Regions from separate parts of the Mus musculus genome. Here all the other regions are linked to region 3. The links are chromatin contacts, called in public Hi-C maps. All regions are on one chromosome and are shown on one strand. The core of a region is the stretch at or near the end of the contact, and the rest is flanking DNA. Distances in the headings are between cores, read along the strand shown. Region 1 has its middle 22 kb from the start of Lilra5. Region 2 has its middle 37 kb from the start of Lilra5. Region 3 overlaps Rdh13 (retinol dehydrogenase 13 (all-trans and 9-cis)).

The links. A called contact is a pair of places that touch in the nucleus more often than the background predicts.
Region 1: a contact with region 3 is called in a Hi-C map of bone marrow-derived macrophages, with 28 read pairs. The contact joins two enhancer-like sites. A contact is called at or near these places in 1 of 15 datasets of contacts at CTCF or cohesin (pro-B cells), 2 of 484 Hi-C or Micro-C datasets (the CH12 cell line and bone marrow-derived macrophages), 1 of 115 datasets of contacts at active chromatin or transcription factors (embryonic stem cells) and 1 of 9 other capture datasets (embryonic stem cells).
Region 2: a Hi-C map of bone marrow-derived macrophages shows a contact between it and region 3, with 24 read pairs. The contact joins two enhancer-like sites. A contact is called at or near these places in 1 of 484 Hi-C or Micro-C datasets (bone marrow-derived macrophages), 1 of 115 datasets of contacts at active chromatin or transcription factors (embryonic stem cells) and 2 of 9 other capture datasets (embryonic stem cells and macrophages).

The regions. Positions count from the first base shown.
Region 1 is chr7:4,214,357-4,217,408 of GRCm38.p6, reverse strand. No RefSeq gene overlaps it. Among named protein-coding and RNA genes, the nearest start is that of Lilra5, 22 kb to the left of the region's middle. Within about 2 kb of position 1,743, at least 5 of the 459 cell types and tissues checked have an H3K27ac peak or open chromatin away from gene starts, as enhancers often do. A contact at or near this core is called in bone marrow-derived macrophages, where this site is marked.
Region 2 is chr7:4,272,826-4,275,860 of GRCm38.p6, reverse strand. It overlaps the pseudogene Gm15931. Among named protein-coding and RNA genes, the nearest start is that of Lilra5, 37 kb to the right of the region's middle. Within about 2 kb of position 1,785, at least 50 of the 459 cell types and tissues checked have an H3K27ac peak or open chromatin away from gene starts, as enhancers often do. A contact at or near this core is called in bone marrow-derived macrophages, where this site is marked.
Region 3 is chr7:4,426,182-4,428,959 of GRCm38.p6, reverse strand. Rdh13 (retinol dehydrogenase 13 (all-trans and 9-cis)) reads left to right here. Exons shown (of 7, transcript NM_175372.4): 7 at 1,158-2,778. The coding sequence ends at 1,402. Among named protein-coding and RNA genes, the nearest start is that of Rdh13, 18 kb to the left of the region's middle. Within about 2 kb of position 1,494, at least 196 of the 459 cell types and tissues checked have an H3K27ac peak or open chromatin away from gene starts, as enhancers often do. A contact at or near this core is called in bone marrow-derived macrophages, where this site is marked.

The DNA of each region.
Region 1 (3,052 bases), core at 494-2,993, 210 kb after region 3:
ATAACATATAATATTATCTATGTAAAATGGGTAAACTCATAGTGAGTAACTAACAGGATTTAATAAAATCAGAGTTATTTCTTTGAAAAAAAAGTATGATTTGGGACTTACAAGAAAAGCTCTATAGGGGGCTAGAAACATAGGCCTTTGTTTAAGAGCACTGGCTGCTCTTCCAGAGAACCTGAGCTCCATTCCCAGCACAGGTTCACAACTGCCTGTAACTCCAGCTCCAGTGGTAACCAACACTGCTGGCCTTCAAGGGCACCTGCACTTATGTGCACATAAATGCACACACAGGTACATATCAAAAATAAATTTAAAGAAAGTAAACAGAAAAATCTCTACATATTTAATATCAATAACTTGATAAGATTAGATATATACATTTCTTATGAAGTTACCAATATAACCTATACCATATACATATTTGTCACCTCTAAGTTTCCTCCTACTGCCTTCACTTTCTGTTGCTACTGATTTTGTAAAAACATAATGTTGCTATCTACTTCCTTGCAAAATAGTCTTTCAAATGCTGTCTCATTTAGTTGTACATGCTGGGTTTGAGCTCATGGCCTCAAGATCCTCATTGACTTCAGTGTCTTGAGCAACCTGATACTAAGAATGTACCACCAAGCCTTAGTGCAGTTGTCTAACACTTTTGTTAGCCATACAATATGTTTCATATATCTCCAGAATGTATTCAATTAATAGAAAGGGAACTTTTCACATCGTGTTAGCCACTGAATGAGTCTGGCACTATTGCAAGAAAGCCTCTGTATTAAAACACCTTCTGTATTAAAAGTGTCCCATCCTTAATTCAGCTAAAATCATCCAGAATGCTAAGCATGTCCAAAGACTTCCCTGTCAGTCTTCTATAACATAACCTGAGAATGTCCAGTGTTCCTGTCTGCTATACTTATGATGCAAACTGAGCGTTCTTGAAAGCATTCCTCTTCATGACAGAGACCACCTTAATGGTCTCTGATTTTGGACACTGAGCATGCCCACATGTAAGCTCTCTTTCATTATTGTTATGCTGTAAGCTGAATGTGCCCAAAAGAGCTTGTACATTTAAGTTATATGTTCCATTCCACAATCTTGCTGGAATGTCCCAAATATATCTACAATCTTCCTTTCTTGTGCTCTGACTGTACATCAAGAAGATGTACATACCTAAACCTCTTTCTGACATAAGTATATATGGGTTCCCTGGAATCCTCATGCCTCCTTTCTTCAAGCCTTCTGCTCTCCTTATCTGCTTTATTATAACCTAATAACCGCATGTTCAGTCATTCATTTCCTGGTTGTGTTTAGTTTGGGATTTTTGACCTGCTAAATGTGGTTCAGTTACAAATTAATGAGTCAGACCAGTCAGATCTGTTTAAAGGCTTGTGGGTTTTTGCTATTAACTACCAACATGATAAGGCATGAAGAAAGGCACCTGCCTATCACTGGCCTCGTGCACTGCTGCAAATGGGTCTTGGGTTGGTATACATTCCATATTTATCCATTAATAAGTACATGTGTTGACATATATTTAGGCTGTTACTAATCCTTGGTGATTGTGGCTATTAATTTCAAGAACATGAGCTGCCTGAGACCTTGACACTGACACGTTCACATGTGATCCTAGATACAGAATGTTTAGATCTATTTTAAGTTTATTTGCTTCACTAATGTGGTTACTATACAAGAGAACAGGTTTCAATACAACAGTTTTGTATATTTATGTCACTGCACATTGCTCATACTTCCTGCTCCACTCAGTTATCCTCCAGTGCATGAGTCCCCTTTCTCCACCCACTTATAATCACTATGCTCTCATGTCCTTCTCCGGATGTGACAGGCAGTGAAACAGCAGAATCCCAAGAGTCACCAGAACCAAAGCAGCCACACTGATCTGAATGATAGTCTCCACTCTGTAATCCTGGAAATGTGAGTCTGGGAACTGGACAAAGAAACAACAGAGGTCAGAGCCAACCTGAGTGTTCACACAGGGCACATGCCTCCCATGGACTAAACTGTACCCTCTGTACGTATCTACCTCATATCTAAGGATTCTCCTTGGTCAAATGTTTTTTGTCTGACTTATCCTGTGATTGGGTGAGCTGTTCTTAGGAAATAAATAAGAAGGGGAGGTTGTTCATTGTGACGAGGTGCAAACTGTCCCCCTGGGGTATACACACATTCTTATATCTTATTTTTGTTAATTAAGGTGTACTCTTAGTGAGTACTTTCCCTGATACAGCCAGTTTCTTTCTGATAATTCAGCCCTACTATCCTTTGCCAGCTTAGAATTAATGAGAAGTTGCTACGAACGCTCCAGTGAAGTCTGCTTGGCAGGCCGAGAGGCCTGGAAGCACTTATGAGGCAAAGTTTCAAGGAAACTCACCCTCCTGGAACCAGGCATTCTCATAACCCATATACTCATACCCTATCCCCACGCTAGTCTGGTGTATGGATCCACGCTCTCTTTTAGTATTATTTTATTATAAGGGCCTTTATTCCTCAGAAAATTGGACATAGTACTACTGGAGGATCCAGCAATACCTCTCCTGGGCATATATCCAGAAGATGTCCCAACCGGTAAGAAGGACACATGCTCCACTATGTTCATAGCAGCCTTATTTATAATAGCCAGAAGCTGGAAAGAACCCAGATGCCCCTCAACAGAGGAATGGATACAGAAAATGTGGTACATTTACACAATGGAGTACTACTCAGCTATTAAAAACAATGAATTTATGAAATTCCTAGGCAAATGGATGGACCTGGAGGGCATCATCCTGAGTGAGGTAACCCAATCACAAAGGAACTCACACAATATGTACTCACTGATAAGTGGATATTAGCCCAGAAACTTAGGATACCCAAGATATAAGATACAATTTGCTAAACGCATGAAACTCAAGAACGAAGACCAAAGTGTAGACACTGTGACCCTTCTTAGAATTAGGAACAAAACACCCATGGAAGGAGTTACAGAGACAAAGTTTGGAGCTGTGATGAAAGGATGGACCATCTAGAGACTGCCATATCCAGGGATCCATCC
Region 2 (3,035 bases), core at 536-3,035, 150 kb after region 3:
CAGGACAGGGTTTCTCTGTGTAGCCCAGGCTGTCCTCGAACTCACTCTGTAAATCAGGTTGGCCTCGAACTCAGATATTCGCCTGCCTCTGCCTCCCCAGTGCTGGGATTAAAGGCGTGAGCCACCACGCCCGGCTATAAAAAATGTTATCATTTGGGCAGTCACAGCATGTTTGCAGAGCCCTCAGGATTCCTGCTTAGTTGATTCTGTGCTCTCCAGGGCGTGTCCTCCGGGTGTCCTCAACCTCTCTAGCCACCATCATCCTTCCTCTCTCTGTTATTCCAGAATCTCGGAGCTCTGGTGGATGGTGCTACAGCTGATCCAGAGTAACCGAAGCCCTCATAAAGAATCATCTCCCTAATGGGCACTCTGGGCTTGGCTGTCACTGTGAGTCTTGGACTCACTGTTTCCTGTGCTCTGTGTCAAAGTTCAAAAGAGCCCTGGATCCCCACATACACCGCACATCAAGTGGTCTCTGAAACCTGTATGATTTCAATATCATTCTATGGAAGGCTGAGGCTCCTCACCTGAGACCAGGAGCTCCACGGATTCACTTGGAGGTGACCACACATATGGTCTTTTCCTGTCATAACCGTAGCATCTGCATATCCATCTCTGGTTGGGGGTCACAGGGCCCACAGAGAACAGGGCGTGGTACTTCCTTGTAGAGTAGTTATACTGTGAGTCTTGTGTCCATGAGAGCTTCTGTGGTCCTTCTACAGTCAGAATGAACTTGTGATCGTTGTGCCAGGACTCACACTGGAGGGTGACATACCCTCCTGAAGTTACCACAGGGCTGGCCTGGGCTGAAAGGCTGGGTGTCCAGTAGTGTCCTGGAGAGAAGGAGGAGTCAGTTAAATATCCCCAAGCCTCATTGTTCTCCTTGGCTCTGAGGTTCCCACAGTGAGGGTGGGCATTCCTGTTAACAGAGCCAAGTCTGGACAGTTATAACCTGAGGCCTAGGATCCTGTGTGTCTCTCACCTGTCACCACCAGCTCCAGGAGGTCACTGTAGCCTGATGATTCATCCTGGGTGCTGTAGGAACATCGATATTGACCTGCATTTCTTAGGTGTACATTTGAGAATGAGAATTCGGCCTTGTTTGCTTGCTTCTGTTTGTTCTTTGTTACAGTTTTATATAGCTTTCCATCTTTATAGAGGCGGTACTCATTGGCTCCAATTGTCTCCTCACAGAAGAAGGTCACATTAGTCCTCCTGGAGACCACAGAGTCTGGCTGTACCCTGAGGATAGGCTTAGGGAGGGACCCTGCAAGTAACAGAGCAACTAGGACTCAGGACAAACACACTCAGATTGCAGTCCTTAACCCCATGACATTTCCACCACCCACAGGACTGACACACAGGAGGTGTTTTCCACCGTCACAGCCCAGGCATGGCTCCTGGATCTGAAGAAAAGAGCATTTCAGGTCAGCTGCAGACACACTCACCTGTCAGCACTGGGATCCAGAGGCTCAGAGTCAGTCCTGGAAGAGAGTTCTTTGTAAGAGATTTGTCCCTAAGGCTGAGCAAGTCTGCAGAAACATCTGAGACCCTGAGGTTTCCTTTTGGGTGCGTGCTGGTCTACAGGCCATGATCATTTCCAGACCTCAGTATCCCCTCCCCCTCTTCACATCTCACCAAGACAGAGCAGGGCTGTGAAGGTGCAGGACATGGCATCTCCCCTCAGTGGCTGCAACTGTGCTCGAGGGCAGAGCTACAGAGCCTTTCTGAGGGATTGGGTACAGGGTGTGGCACTGGAGGCAGAGCAGTCCCCATGACATGGTCATATATCAGCAGCCCCACAAAAAGAGGAACTGCCCACTAAGCACCATGCTCTGACTTCCTCAATGGTGTGACTAGGTCAGGCAGTAGACCCTCTGCCATTAGGTCTTACACAGATGGCGTTTCCTCATACCACCAGTGTCTGCCTCACCTGTGCACATTACTGTCATGGCCATATTGTAGCAAACATGTGTGAACATTTCACACAACAGTACATATTTAAGTGTGGCTTTCTTTGTTCCCCTTTGTTTTATGTGAAATATTTCTTTCTTTTCAACATTTTTGATGTTTCTGAGAAGGATCTTCCTGTATATCTGCCTGGACTGTGATTTACAGCTTTTTCTTCTTAGTCTCAAGTGAGGCATTAAGACTGGGCATTACAATTTGTTTTTTGTTTTTTTTTTTATGTTTGTGTTTTCCCTTCCAATTTTAAGGGTACATATTTCTATTCATTTTTTAGTGTTTGTTTTTGTGCCTCTATGTTTATTTGTATATACACATGCATGTGTGTCAAAGCACATGTATGGAGGTCAGAATACAACTTCAGCAATCAGTTTTCCTTGTCCAATGTGGATCCTGTCAACAGAGTCAGGTCTTATTTTGGCAGCAGACACTTATGTACTGAGCCATATCAGTGTCTCATCACTTACCATCATCATTTTCCTAAGTCCTTTTGCTTAGTTAACAAATTATATTGTCATGGGGTTACTGGTCCACACAGGTGCAGGTTTATTTGAGTTTCTTGGGATACAGGTTGTAGGTGTACGAATATGACCAGAATTCTTTTTTTTTTAATTAATCATTCCATTTGTTTATATCTCAAATGATATCCCACTTCCTGGTACTCCTTCCACCAACCCCCCATCCTACATATGGCCTCCCCATTCTTTTGGCCTGTATGAGAGTGCCCCCTCAACCCTCCACACTCTCGCCCACTGCTCAAACATCCCTCTACTCTGGGGCATCAAAGCAGTCTTCCCTCCCATTGCTGTGAGAGAGTCCATTCTCTGCTACATGTGTATCTGGAGCCATGGATTCCTCCAGGTACACTCCTTAGTTGGTGGTCTAGACTCTGGGAGAACTGGGTGGTCATGCCAGCCTATGAATTTGAGGCTCTTCCACACATTTTCTTATATTAGATTCAGCATATCTGGTTTTAGGTGGAGGTCCTTGATCCACTTGGACTTGAGCTTTGTACAAGGAGATAAAAATGGATAGATCTGCATTCTTCTACATGCAGACTGTGAGGTGAA
Region 3 (2,778 bases), core at 245-2,744:
GAAATAGAGGAGGAGTGGATCTGAGGGAGAGGGAAAGCAGGAAGGCAAACTGGGAGAGTGAAGGGAGGAGAGGCTGCGGTTGGGATCAACGGTGTGAGAGAAGAAGTACAAGAATGTAGTCTGAGTCAACAGAGCACTGTGGCAGGCATTCATAATGCCCGAGTCACTTAGTGGGCATGTATTAAGAATTTTAGCGTGAGAAGACCACAGAATCGAGGGCTGGAGATGTCGCTCAGTTGGCGAACTGCTTGGCTATCTTTCTGGAGCCCTGGGGTTGATCTCCAGCACCACATAAAATCAAACACTGGGATTTGCCTCCCAGCACTCTGCACATAGAGGCAGAGGGAAGGAATTTAAGTTCATCTTTGGCTGTATAGGGAGTTGAGGTCAGGGCCAACCTGGACTACACATGCCCTGCCTGAGACACATGCCCTGCCTGAGACACATGCCCTGCCTGAGACACATGCCCTGCCTGAGACACATGCCCTGCCTGAGACACATGCCCCTGCCTGAGACACATGCCCTGCCTGAGACACATGCCCTGCCTGAGACACATGCCCTGCCTGAGACACATGCCCTGCCTGAGACACATGCCCTGCCTGAGACACATGCCCTGCCTGAGACACATGCCCTGCCTGAGACACATGCCCTGCCTGAGACACATGCTCTGCCTGAGACACATGCCCTGCCTGAGACACATGCTCTGCCTGAGACACATGCCCTGCCTGAGACACATGCCCTGCCTGAGACACATGCCCTGCCTGAGACACATGCCCTGCCTGAGACACATGCCCTGCCTGAGACACATGCCCTGCCTGAGACACATGCTCTGCCTGAGACACATGCCCTGCCTGAGAGGAAAAGATTATTTCTAGGAACAATACATAGAATAGAGGAAAATGTGCTTTCATTTTTCTGGGAACACTCAGGGAGGCTTCCTATAGGAGGCCGCTTTTGGATTCATCTCTCCTTTTGGAGGAATTTGTGGGGTGTTGCCTGGGACGGGCCATTTAGGTAGAGAGAACTGCAGACACAAAGGCCTGGAGGTAGGTTCCCTGGGACTTCAGGGCAGCTTCCAGCCTCCAAGGCTGGGTTTTGGGTTCCCTGAGGGTGGAGCAGGGGATTTTTATTTTTGACTGTTCTGTGGTTGATTGTAGGGCCCTTCTTCTGGCTGCTGTTCAAGAGTCCCCAGCTGGCGGCCCAGCCCAGCACATATCTGGCCGTGGCAGAAGAACTGGAGAATGTTTCGGGGAAGTACTTTGATGGACTCAGAGAGAAGGCTCCATCTCCTGAGGCTGAAGATGAGGAAGTAGCCCGCAGACTTTGGACGGAAAGTGCCCGTTTGGTGGGCTTGGCCATGGCTCATGGATCCCCTGGGAGAGGACATGCCATTCCCAGATAACCTTCAGAGACCCAGATGGAGCTGTGTTACCAAGACTGCTGCTGGCCATGCTCTCATCATCCTCTAGGGGCAGTATTGGTACTATTAGAATCTCAAGACTGTGGATGTTGGCTGCCATGTCCTCATCATCCTTTAGGGACAGTGTTGCACTGTTAGAACTCAAGTCTGTGGATGCTGGCTGCTATGCCCTCATCATCCTCTAGGTGGCAATGTTAGTTCTAGCATTTATCGTTAGCTGGCTACATTGAGTTGGACCACAGGTAGGCACTGGCTCAGGGGATGGCAGGTCCATGTACTCTGTTGGTTACTGGGGAGATGGTCCATCAGGTGCCTCCTTTAGGAATCTAAAAGGGGAGGCTGATAGGGGAGACAGTCACTCTGGTTATGGGCAGTGTCCAAAGACAGTGGACACCAAAGCTGCTGTGGTGGACTGATTGGTCTACTGTTAAAGAGCAGGCATAGCTATAGATTTTTGTGGGCCCTTATATACTCCTGCCTCCTCTCTGACTTGGCTGTTGTTCTAGTTTGCTTTCTGTTGCTGTGATAAACACCATGACCAAAATCAACCTGGGGAGAAAAAGGGCTTATTTAACTCACAGGTTATAGTTTATCATGGAAGAGGCAAGCCAGGGCAGGAACTCAGGACAGTAACTTGAAGCAGATACCAATGGAGGTGTGCTCACAGGCATATGTCAGGTACCTTGCTTTTATTTTTATTATTATTATTATTATCTTTTTTTTTTTTTTTTTTTTTTTTACAGAGAGGGTCTCACTTTGTAACCCTGGCCTTCCTGGAACTTGCTATGTAGACTAGGCTGGCCTTGAACTCACAGAGATCTGCCATGCCTGGAATTAAAGGCATGTATTACTATGCCTGTCCCAGGTACCTGTGCAGGCCTACCTGTCCAAGGATGGCACCATCCACAGTGGGCGTCTACCTCCTACATCAGCTAGCAATCAAGAAAATGCTCCACAGACAATCCCTCAGGACAGTCTGGTCTAAGCAGCTCTTCACATGAGGGTCTCTCTCTGTCTTTTACGAATGTCAGGTTGACAACCAAATGAACCAGACAGCTCTTGATTGCAAACTGCAAAGGGTCACTGCTCCCTTAAGGATGGTGTGGGTCTGAAGCTCTCGCCAGACTCAGAAAGGGCAGCCGTGGACACCTTGTGTGCTGGACAGTGGCTGTGATCCAGTGGAAACCCTGGCAGACCCTGTCTTGGTTAGCCCCGAAGTGCTCAGGACAGAGTGGGATGAAAAGCTGCTAGCTGCTGCCACAGAAAACCAGCGTGACCTAGGATCAGGATCTCTCCAATTCCTGTGTAATTTTAACTGTAGACTCTTAAGCTTGTTGTTTGATTACAGTAACATGTTA